3 separate regions of the Delphinus delphis genome follow, and all the other regions are linked to region 3. A link is a contact called in public Hi-C data. All regions are on one chromosome and are shown on one strand. The core of a region is the stretch at or near the end of the contact, and the rest is flanking DNA. Distances in the headings are between cores, read along the strand shown. Region 1 holds the start of DNAAF3 (dynein axonemal assembly factor 3). Region 2 holds the start of PPP1R12C (protein phosphatase 1 regulatory subunit 12C). Region 3 holds the start of UBE2S (ubiquitin conjugating enzyme E2 S).

Evidence for each region. Hi-C and Micro-C count contacts between places; a contact is called where the count stands out from the background.
Region 1: a contact with region 3 is called in a Hi-C map of lung, with 2.6 times the contacts expected there. The contact joins the promoter of DNAAF3 here to the promoter of UBE2S in region 3. A contact is called at or near these places in 2 of 3 Hi-C or Micro-C datasets (lung and muscle).
Region 2: a contact with region 3 is called in a Hi-C map of lung, with 2.1 times the contacts expected there. The contact joins the promoter of PPP1R12C here to the promoter of UBE2S in region 3. A contact is called at or near these places in 2 of 3 Hi-C or Micro-C datasets (lung and muscle).

Annotation. Positions count from the first base shown.
Region 1 is chr20:3,366,750-3,369,449 of mDelDel1.2, forward strand. DNAAF3 (dynein axonemal assembly factor 3) reads left to right here and starts at 1,405. Exons shown (of 11, transcript XM_060000999.1): 1 at 1,405-1,489; 2 at 2,005-2,147; 3 at 2,503-2,596. The coding sequence starts at 1,405.
Region 2 is chr20:3,393,443-3,396,273 of mDelDel1.2, forward strand. PPP1R12C (protein phosphatase 1 regulatory subunit 12C) reads left to right here and starts at 1,472. Exons shown (of 22, transcript XM_060000715.1): 1 at 1,472-2,163. The coding sequence starts at 1,477.
Region 3 is chr20:3,195,368-3,198,087 of mDelDel1.2, forward strand. It overlaps UBE2S (ubiquitin conjugating enzyme E2 S), which reads left to right and starts at 1,326. Exons shown (of 4, transcript XM_060000131.1): 1 at 1,326-1,515; 2 at 2,125-2,272. The coding sequence starts at 1,513. It overlaps ZNF628 (zinc finger protein 628), which reads right to left. Exons shown (of 3, transcript XM_060000122.1): 1 at 2,531-2,720.

The DNA.
Region 1 (2,700 bases), core at 155-2,654, 170 kb after region 3:
CTAAAAAAAAAAAAAAAAACGATCCTGCGTGCCACAACTAAGACCTGGCTCAGCCAAGTAAATAAATAAATAAATAATAAATAAACAACAACACAAGCCATATAGACCTGGAGACAACAGAGAACTTGGTGTGGTTCCTGAGGTGTGCTGTTACCATCTCTCTGAAGCCCTGTTGTGTAGCTTGCCCCCTTCCATGGTGTAAATACTGTCACTGTGGCTGATTTCAAGCCACCGATGTGAAGTCTGAATATAGAGTTGAGAAGAGATGCCTACTACCACACCATCCTATAGTATTTCCCAGAGTAGAACAAGGGTCCCAAAATTTAAGGCAAAGCCAAAACAAAAACAAACTCACCAAAACCAACACACCCGGTAATCAAGATAGAAAGTATTTTAATGCAATTTTTTTTAAAAATTTAAAGACAGGATCTGACCCTTCACTTGGACCTCTCTGCCTTATCCTAATCCTGGCCCTTGTTCTAATAAAACTTTATTTACAAAAATAGACAGCCCATGGTCCTAGTTTGCCAACTTCATTTTTTAAACTATCGCATGAAAATAGCATTTCCTTCTTACAGGTACAATAGCTGTAAATAACCTTAAGACCATCAATAATTGTAAAATATAATAAAGTAGGAAGTGATGAGTTTTGAGTATGATTACTTTTATTTTAATGTATTTTATTGGAATTTAATTTTTAGTAAAAAGTTTAATTTTTAGTAATGATTGTGTGTAAAACCAGGTCATAAAATTCCTGAAAATGTAGCAACCGGAGCCAGTGCTAGCTGGCCTCAGTACTTCGCTGTGTTTTTCTCACCTGGAGAGAAGCCCTGTGTGATAGAGCCAGGGTGTGAGGGGAAATGGGGCCACAGAGGTCTATAGTTTATGGTCTAAGCCACCTCAGTTTAATTTGGGTTGATCAAGATTCTGTTCCGTTCTAAATTTGAATCGGCCCAGGCCTCCAGCTTCCAGAAATTTGGATCGCCCCCAGCTCCGCCCCAGCCTCTTCCGGCCCCGCCCCTTCCCCTTCAGCGCCGTCGTCATGACAACCGCGTCCTCTCGCCCACCGCTCCCACAAACCCTTAGCGCTCCCATTGGCTAAAAGTTTGCAACGGGCAGGTCTCCCTCGCTCTCATTGGTCAGTTTATGGCGGTGGTGCCAGCCCGCACACTCCTATTGGCCGACTGATTGAAAAGGGCGGGGACTATGGGCAGCAGTTGTGTAGGGGCCTTCGGATCCCAGCGCCGCACCGAGAGGGGAGGGAGGGGACGTCTCGGGTTATTTAGAAGGATAAAGGTGAGGGGGCTGTGAAAGGGGCGAGAAGTCAGCGGAGGTGAGAGGGGAATGGGTGTGCAATGCAGACACGATATTTGGGGATTCCCGGGTTGTTTGTCCCGCAGGGAGATGACCACACCAGCGGGCTCGGGCACTGGCTTCGGCTCTGTGTCCTGGTGGGGCCTGTCCCCGGCGGTTGACCTGCAGGCTGAGAGTGAGTCGCCCACACAGGACTACAAATCATCCGACACAGCGGCTACTTTCACAGCCTGGCAGACACTAACGTTCTGGCGCTAACGTTCTCTGAGGGTCCAAGGGCGGGGGGCGCCCTCCAGTGGACAGCCTAGATACCTCTGCGAACTACGAGTCCCAGAATGCTTAGAGGCACAGCTCCTTTTAAAACCAAGGCCAGGGCTTTCCTCGTGGCGCAGTGGTTGAGAGTCCGCCTGCCGATGCAGGGCACACGGCTTCGTGCCCCGGTCCGGGAGGATCCCACATGCCGCGGAGCGGCTGGTCCCGTGAGCCATGGCCGCTGAGCCTGCGCGTCCGGAGCCTGTGCTCCGCAACGGGAGAGGCCACAACAGTGAGAAGCCCGCGTACCGCAAAAAAAACCAAAAAAACAAGGCCAGGGGTGCAAGTCCTGCTGGGAGTTGTAGTTCATCGTGCTGGGGGGTGGCTGCAGGGGGCGTTCTCCAGGCCACCAACCCCAGCCCGCTGTCGTCTTGTCAGGTCCTCCTGTGGACCCAGACTCACAGGCCGATACAGAGCACGGGACCCCCGAGCTAAATGTGCTGCTGTTGGGCTCCGTGGATGGGCGACACCTGCTACGGACCCTGACCCGGGCGGCTCTCTGGCCTCGAAGGAGGTTCCGTGTAAGCTGGGATTATGGGGTCCTGGAAGGAGGAGGATGAAGATAAGAGCACAGATTCCTGAGTCCTTGAGGGAGGAGGGAGCTGGGGACCCAGACTCCTAGGTCCTGAGGAGGGAAGGGGCTGGTGTTCGGGACTCCTGGGTTGAAGCGAGAGGAAGAGCCTAAGGATCAAGTCTCCTGAGTAGTGATGGGGAGGAGGGTTCTGAGTGCCCACACTCCTGTGTTTAAAGGAGTGGGGCTGGTGTACAGGTCTCCTGGGTCCTGTGGAAGGAGGGGGCTGAGGTTTCTCGCTCCAGGGTCTCCTAGGGGCCAGGAACACAGGTCTCACAATCATTTTTCCCTGTCCATCCTTCCAGTTTTATGTGCTGGAGAATAATATGGAAGCTGTAGCCCGACACATGCTGATTTTCAGCCTAGCCCTGGAGGATCCTGAGAAGATGGGGTTGCAAGGTCAGCAAATACCCGGCAATCTGGCCCCCAGCTCCTTCCCCCTCCCTGCAGGAATTCTGGCATTTCAAGGGTGCGGTTAAACATTTTGGACATTGTTCCGTATT
Region 2 (2,831 bases), core at 222-2,721, 200 kb after region 3:
TGGAGAACTAAGATCCCACAAGCTGCAGGGCGTAGCCTAAAAAACAATTGTAATAACCTATAGGAGAAAAGAATCTTAATAATAATAATAATATATATATATATAAAATAACTGAGTCACTTTGCTGTACACCTGAAACTAACACAACATTGTAAATTAACTGTACTTCAATTTTTAAAAATGCTTAAATAAAGGCACTGTGGCTCTTGAAAACAAAACAAAACAAAAACAGAAAGCCAAAAGTGGATAAACCTAAAAAAAAAAAAAAAAACTGCCATCGGAAAAAACAACAAAAACAAACAAACAAAAAAAACCTGCCATTGGGAACCGGGATGCCACCCGCCTTTCTGTTCTGCGTCGTCTGTGAGGTCACAGATGGGTCACAATATGATTTCTGGCTCCGGGACTGCTATCCCCTTTGTGTCCATCCCGACGGTCTCCAGGCCTCACGGGATTTGTAGTTTATTATAATTATAATTATTATTATTTTTGCACAAGCCCAGGGACTTCAGAGTGGGTAGGGCTGCTCTGACATCCCTTGGGAAAAAAGAATCTTGCTTCTGTTTGGATTTCAGCGCCGTTATGCTGAAACGTTTGCGCTTTTTATGGGTCTTTGTTCCGGTCTAAAAGTGCCTGCCTCTTTCCCAATGAGGATTTAAGTGCAGAGTGCTTAACATAAGGATTATTTCATGCTTTATGGTGCTATGTATGAGGCAATTCACTCTCCACATCTGTTCGATCTCCTCGCCCTGGACTACAAATCCCAGCATGGCTTGCGAGGATGTAGAGCCCGGACTACATTTCCCAGCGTGCTCCACGTCCCAAGGAGACAGTCAGTAGCGGGGAGGACCAGTGAAGGCTCTGGGGGAGCTGTCATTGTGGACCCCGTCTCTTCGGTTCCTTTCCCGATGTGACCCAGGGGTTCTATCAGGGACTTGGGGTGCTTTGGGACTCTGCCTAGGACCAACTGTGCCTTTAGGGGCGTGGCCCCGAGGACTACGTTTCCCAGCGTGCCCAGCGGCCGATCGCCGTGACCTTTGTACCGCAATCTTTACTTCCCAGCATGCCCCGGGAGGTCACCCAGGGATTGTCTTGGTCTAAGGGTTGCGGACTAAATTTCCCGTAGTGTCCTGACGTTTCCCACGACCTAGGTAATCCATTCATTCATTCATCCAAAATACTATTTCCGATCGCGTTTTATTAGGCTCAGGTCTTGGCACTGGGAGCAAGTAGTGCACACGGAAGACAAAAATTCCTGTCCTCCTGGGGCTTATTTCTAGATGAAGCGAGCAGACTTTTAGGACTTTTAGTCCTTCTAGGACTCCCGGGCTGTCAAGTCCATTTCCTACTAGGTCCCCAGGGGACAGTTCTTCGTCCTTTTGATGCTGTGAACTACATTTCGCAGCATGCCCTGGGGGGCACACCTGTAACCTTTAGACTCCATTTCCCAGCACTCGCAGGAGAATCCTCTCAATCATGTTTCCTTTCGACACCTCGGAGCTGCGAACTTCCCAGTGTGCCTCGGGGCCGATCGAGGCCGGAGCGTTGCCAAGAGCAAGTTCCGCTTATGGACTCCATTTCCCAGAGCTCCCCGCAGCCTTCCGTGAGGCGGTTGCCATTCGCCTCTCCCGGCTGAGGACTCCATTTCCCAGAGCGCCCCGGGACGGCGGGGTGACGTCACGCGCCGGGCGGGGGCCAGTGGATACTTGGGCGGCGCGGGGCGGCGCGGGACGGTGCTGGGCGGGCGGTAGATCCCGGCGGCTCGTGGGCGGGCGGCGGCAGCTCAGGGCTCGGAGCTCGGCGCTCGCTCGCTCGCTCGTTCGCTCACGGGCTGGCGGTGCGATGTCGGGCGAGGATGGCCCGGGGGCGGGCTCCGGGGCGGCGGCGGCAGCGGCCCGCGAGCGGCGGCGGGAGCAGCTGCGGCAGTGGGGGGCGCGGGCGGGCGCCGAACCGGGCCCCGGGGAGCGGCGCGCCCGCACCGTGCGCTTCGAGCGCGCCGCCGAGTTCCTGGCGGCCTGCGCGGGCGGCGATCTGGACGAGGCGCGCCTGATGCTACGCGCGGCCGACCCCGGCCCGGGCGCCGAGCTCGACCCTGCTGCCCCGCCGCCCGCCCGCGCAGTGCTGGACTCCACCAACGCCGACGGCATCAGCGCCCTGCACCAGGTCAGCGCCCCCGCCCGGGGCCGTCCCGGGGACCTGAATCGCCCTGGGTCTGCGCCACCTCGAGCACCCTCCCTCCCCTGTCCGAAGTCACCGTTGCTAGTCCTGGTCTGCGCCGTTGTTGCTGCTCCGGTCCCTGCCATCCCGTGCTGGCCCTCTTTTCCGCCCACCCACCTCGAGCTCCCTTCTTCCGACCCTGAGACACTTGAACTGACCCTGGTCTTTGCCACCCTGCGCCGCCCTCTCCCTGGACCCGAGCCATTGTTGACGGCCTCAGTCCAGTCCCTCCTAGTCTCGTCACTTCGCGCTGCTCTTTCCCGACCTTGAGCTCTCTTTACTAGTCTCGCCTGTGCCACCTCCACTGGTTCCACCTCTACTTTGTCATCTAATGCTGGACCTCTTTCCTGAGTCGGTGACACTTACAGCTCTACCGCTGCCCACAGTTTCCCCCTTCCAGGCAGGTATCACTTTCCTGGAGCATCCTCCTCCTCTTTCTTGGGCCTGTGCTGCTTCCCCCCTTGGTCTCTGGGCTGGGCCACCTCTTTGGCTAGGCCCAGGGCCTTCCACGCCACTTCTTTCATCCTTGGTCTGTGCCATCTGTTGCTGTCTAAGGATGCTTTTTCCTGAGCCCCTGCCTTCAAGGCTCTGTATTGTTTTTTTGGCCGTGGCTC
Region 3 (2,720 bases), core at 76-2,575:
ATGTCCCAAGTGGGGGCAGGGGGGGCCCTGGGCAAGTCACTTGACCCCTCTCTTCCTTCAGGGTTCTTCGGTGTTAACTGGGCCGCACTCCTCTGCACCCGGTGGGATAACACCCAAGGCGAGGCGCGTGGGATGCCCGCGTGCGGCCAATCCGCCACAAACTAGTCATGGCTACGGCGGTGGGCGTCTCTGCACGTTCCTGGCCCCTGTTCCAGAGGCTGGGGCCCCCTGAGGAGTCTTTTCGGGACCAGGGCAGAGAGGGCCTGACGGGGGCGCCGCGGCCGCACCGCACAGGAGCCGAGGAAGCGGGTCAGCTCCCGGGCCTCCCGCTCTCAGGGCGCCGACACTGGGCCGCCCGGGGCGCTCTGCGCCGGTTCACAGGACAGGGAAAGGGAGACCCGGCGAGGCCTGGCTGGCAGGAGACCGCTGTCAGTCACAGGCAGGGCCAGGCCCTCAACAAGGCCTGGGGGCTCTTCCTTCTTTCTCGGGCACAGTCCTCACAGGAGGAGACTGAAGCCTGGCTGGGGCCAGAGGTCACACACTGGACGGCCAGGCGTCTAAGCCTTCAGCGCCCGGTTGACACACCACGCAGGTCACAGGTCATTCTCAGCACAAAATGGCGCCTCGGAGAAAAACGTACAACGATTCCCAGCGCCCACCCCCACTCCCGGCTGAGGAAGGGGCGCGGGCATCCGCGCACACTCATTTGCATACACAAAAATCAACGAACCTCATTGGCTGCAAGCGCCTGGGTCCGCGCTAGGCAAGGCTCCCATTGGTCGCTCTCCATTTCCCTCGCCCCCCCAACCCCCGTGCTGCCTTCTCCGTCAAGGATTGGCCCGCGCGCGTCTCGTGACGCCACTCCACGACTGCGCGCCCCTATTGGCCGGCGCGCCTTCTATCGTCCTTTTAAACCGCCAGAGTCCCACCTCCCTTCGCCCTGCCCAGGCTCCACGGCCGACCGTTAGTCGCGTGAGTGATCTCCTGGGCGTCGGGGCACGCGCGTGCGCCAGCGTCTCATTCAAATGGACCAATCAGCGGTCGCGTCGCCCTTCACGTCCTCTCCCGCTCTACTTCCCTTTCTCCGCCACTCCATCCTCCCGGATCCCTCCCCGACCACCGCGTACCCCCATTGGCCGGCCCGCCGAGCGCCCCCTCCCCAACTTCGGCCTGCAGCTTGCTGGAAGGGAGCGAGCTCGTCGAACGCCGAGGGCCGTGCGCGCTGACGTCACGGGTCGAGGCACGGCGAGAGGGGCCCGCGAGGGGGCGCGGCCTGTGGGCGGATATAAAAGGGCGGCGGTGCGCGCGCGACAGGCTTAGTGCGGCCGGGCACTGGGGGCGGGTGGAGGTGCGGTGCGGTTCGCGGCGGGCGTCGGAGGCAGCGGGGAGCAGAGCGGGGCCGCCGGGGCCTCGCTAGGGCCGCAGCGGCAGCAGTTGGGCCCCCCGCCCCGGCCGGCGGCCGGAGAGCGCAGGAAGGGGGCCGGGGGGACCCGCCCCCGGCCGGCAGCAGTCATGGTGAGCTAGGCGTCCAGGCCCGGGAGGGGTGGTTGGGCCTCCCCCCCCAGAGGAGGAGGCGGGGTCTCAGGAGCCTCTCGCGGGCGGCTTGGGGGATTGGAGGGCCCACCTGGGTATCCCGGGCCTGAGATGGGCCCGGGGGCCTTCCTGTAGGCGGGGCGGGGCGGGAGGGGAGGGCCCGGCCGAGCTCCGGGCTTTTTGGCCCGCCCGTGGGTGTTTCGGGAACAACGACGCTCCGCCACCGTCTCCAGGCTCGAGTTGGGGTTTCCAGGGTGGTCTTAACCAAGATTAGGTGGGGAAGGGGGACCGGCATAGGCCTCGGGCCTGCCCGGAATCATTCGGGGACCTTGCGGAGCTACGAGCGGGCTTTGGGGTCTTCTGGGGAAGGTGGAGTCATCCGCAAGCCCTCGGCAATCCGCCCTATTTCTAGTGGGAGATCAGCTTGGGGCGGTCGCCTGAAGCATCCTGGGTTGGGGGTTCTGGGAGCTCGGGGTGATTGACAGCCTGGGACTGCAGGAGTAAGACTAGGGTGCCACTGCATCCTAGATCCTGCAGGAGGCACCAGGCCCTGGCTCTGCCCGTGGCTCACCCCCTTGTCTCCATACCTAGAACTCCAACGTGGAGAACCTGCCCCCCCATATCATCCGCCTGGTGTACAAGGAGGTGACGACACTGACAGCTGACCCACCTGATGGTATCAAGGTCTTTCCCAATGAGGAGGACCTCACTGACCTGCAGGTCACCATCGAGGGCCCTGGTGAGTGTGGGAATGAGAGGGAGGGGTGCACTTCCTAGATCTCCGTCAATCTTAGAGCAAGGATAGGAGGCTCCCACTGTAAGGTGGACTGCCAGACCCTGAGGACGCAAGGGTAGACATGACAGGCACACCTGTTACACATGGTGCTCACAGTATGCAGGGCAGGACACTAGAAATGACAAGTAATTGTATATACTTTCCCCGTAAGTGTTGTGAGAAAAATTCTGGGGGCCAGGAGAGCATATAATGGGGCCTTACCTGGGTTTGGGTGTTTCCTCCATCCTGAAGTATGGGTAGGAATTAAGTGGGATTGGGAAGAGGATGCCAGGTGGGGAGAAGTGTCAGCAAAGGCCTGGAGGGGAGGCTGGATCATCTCAAACTCCTTCCTGCCGCCAGTGTTAGGCTCTCTGGGGACCAAGCAGAGAACAAATGCAGGCTTTCAGGGAGA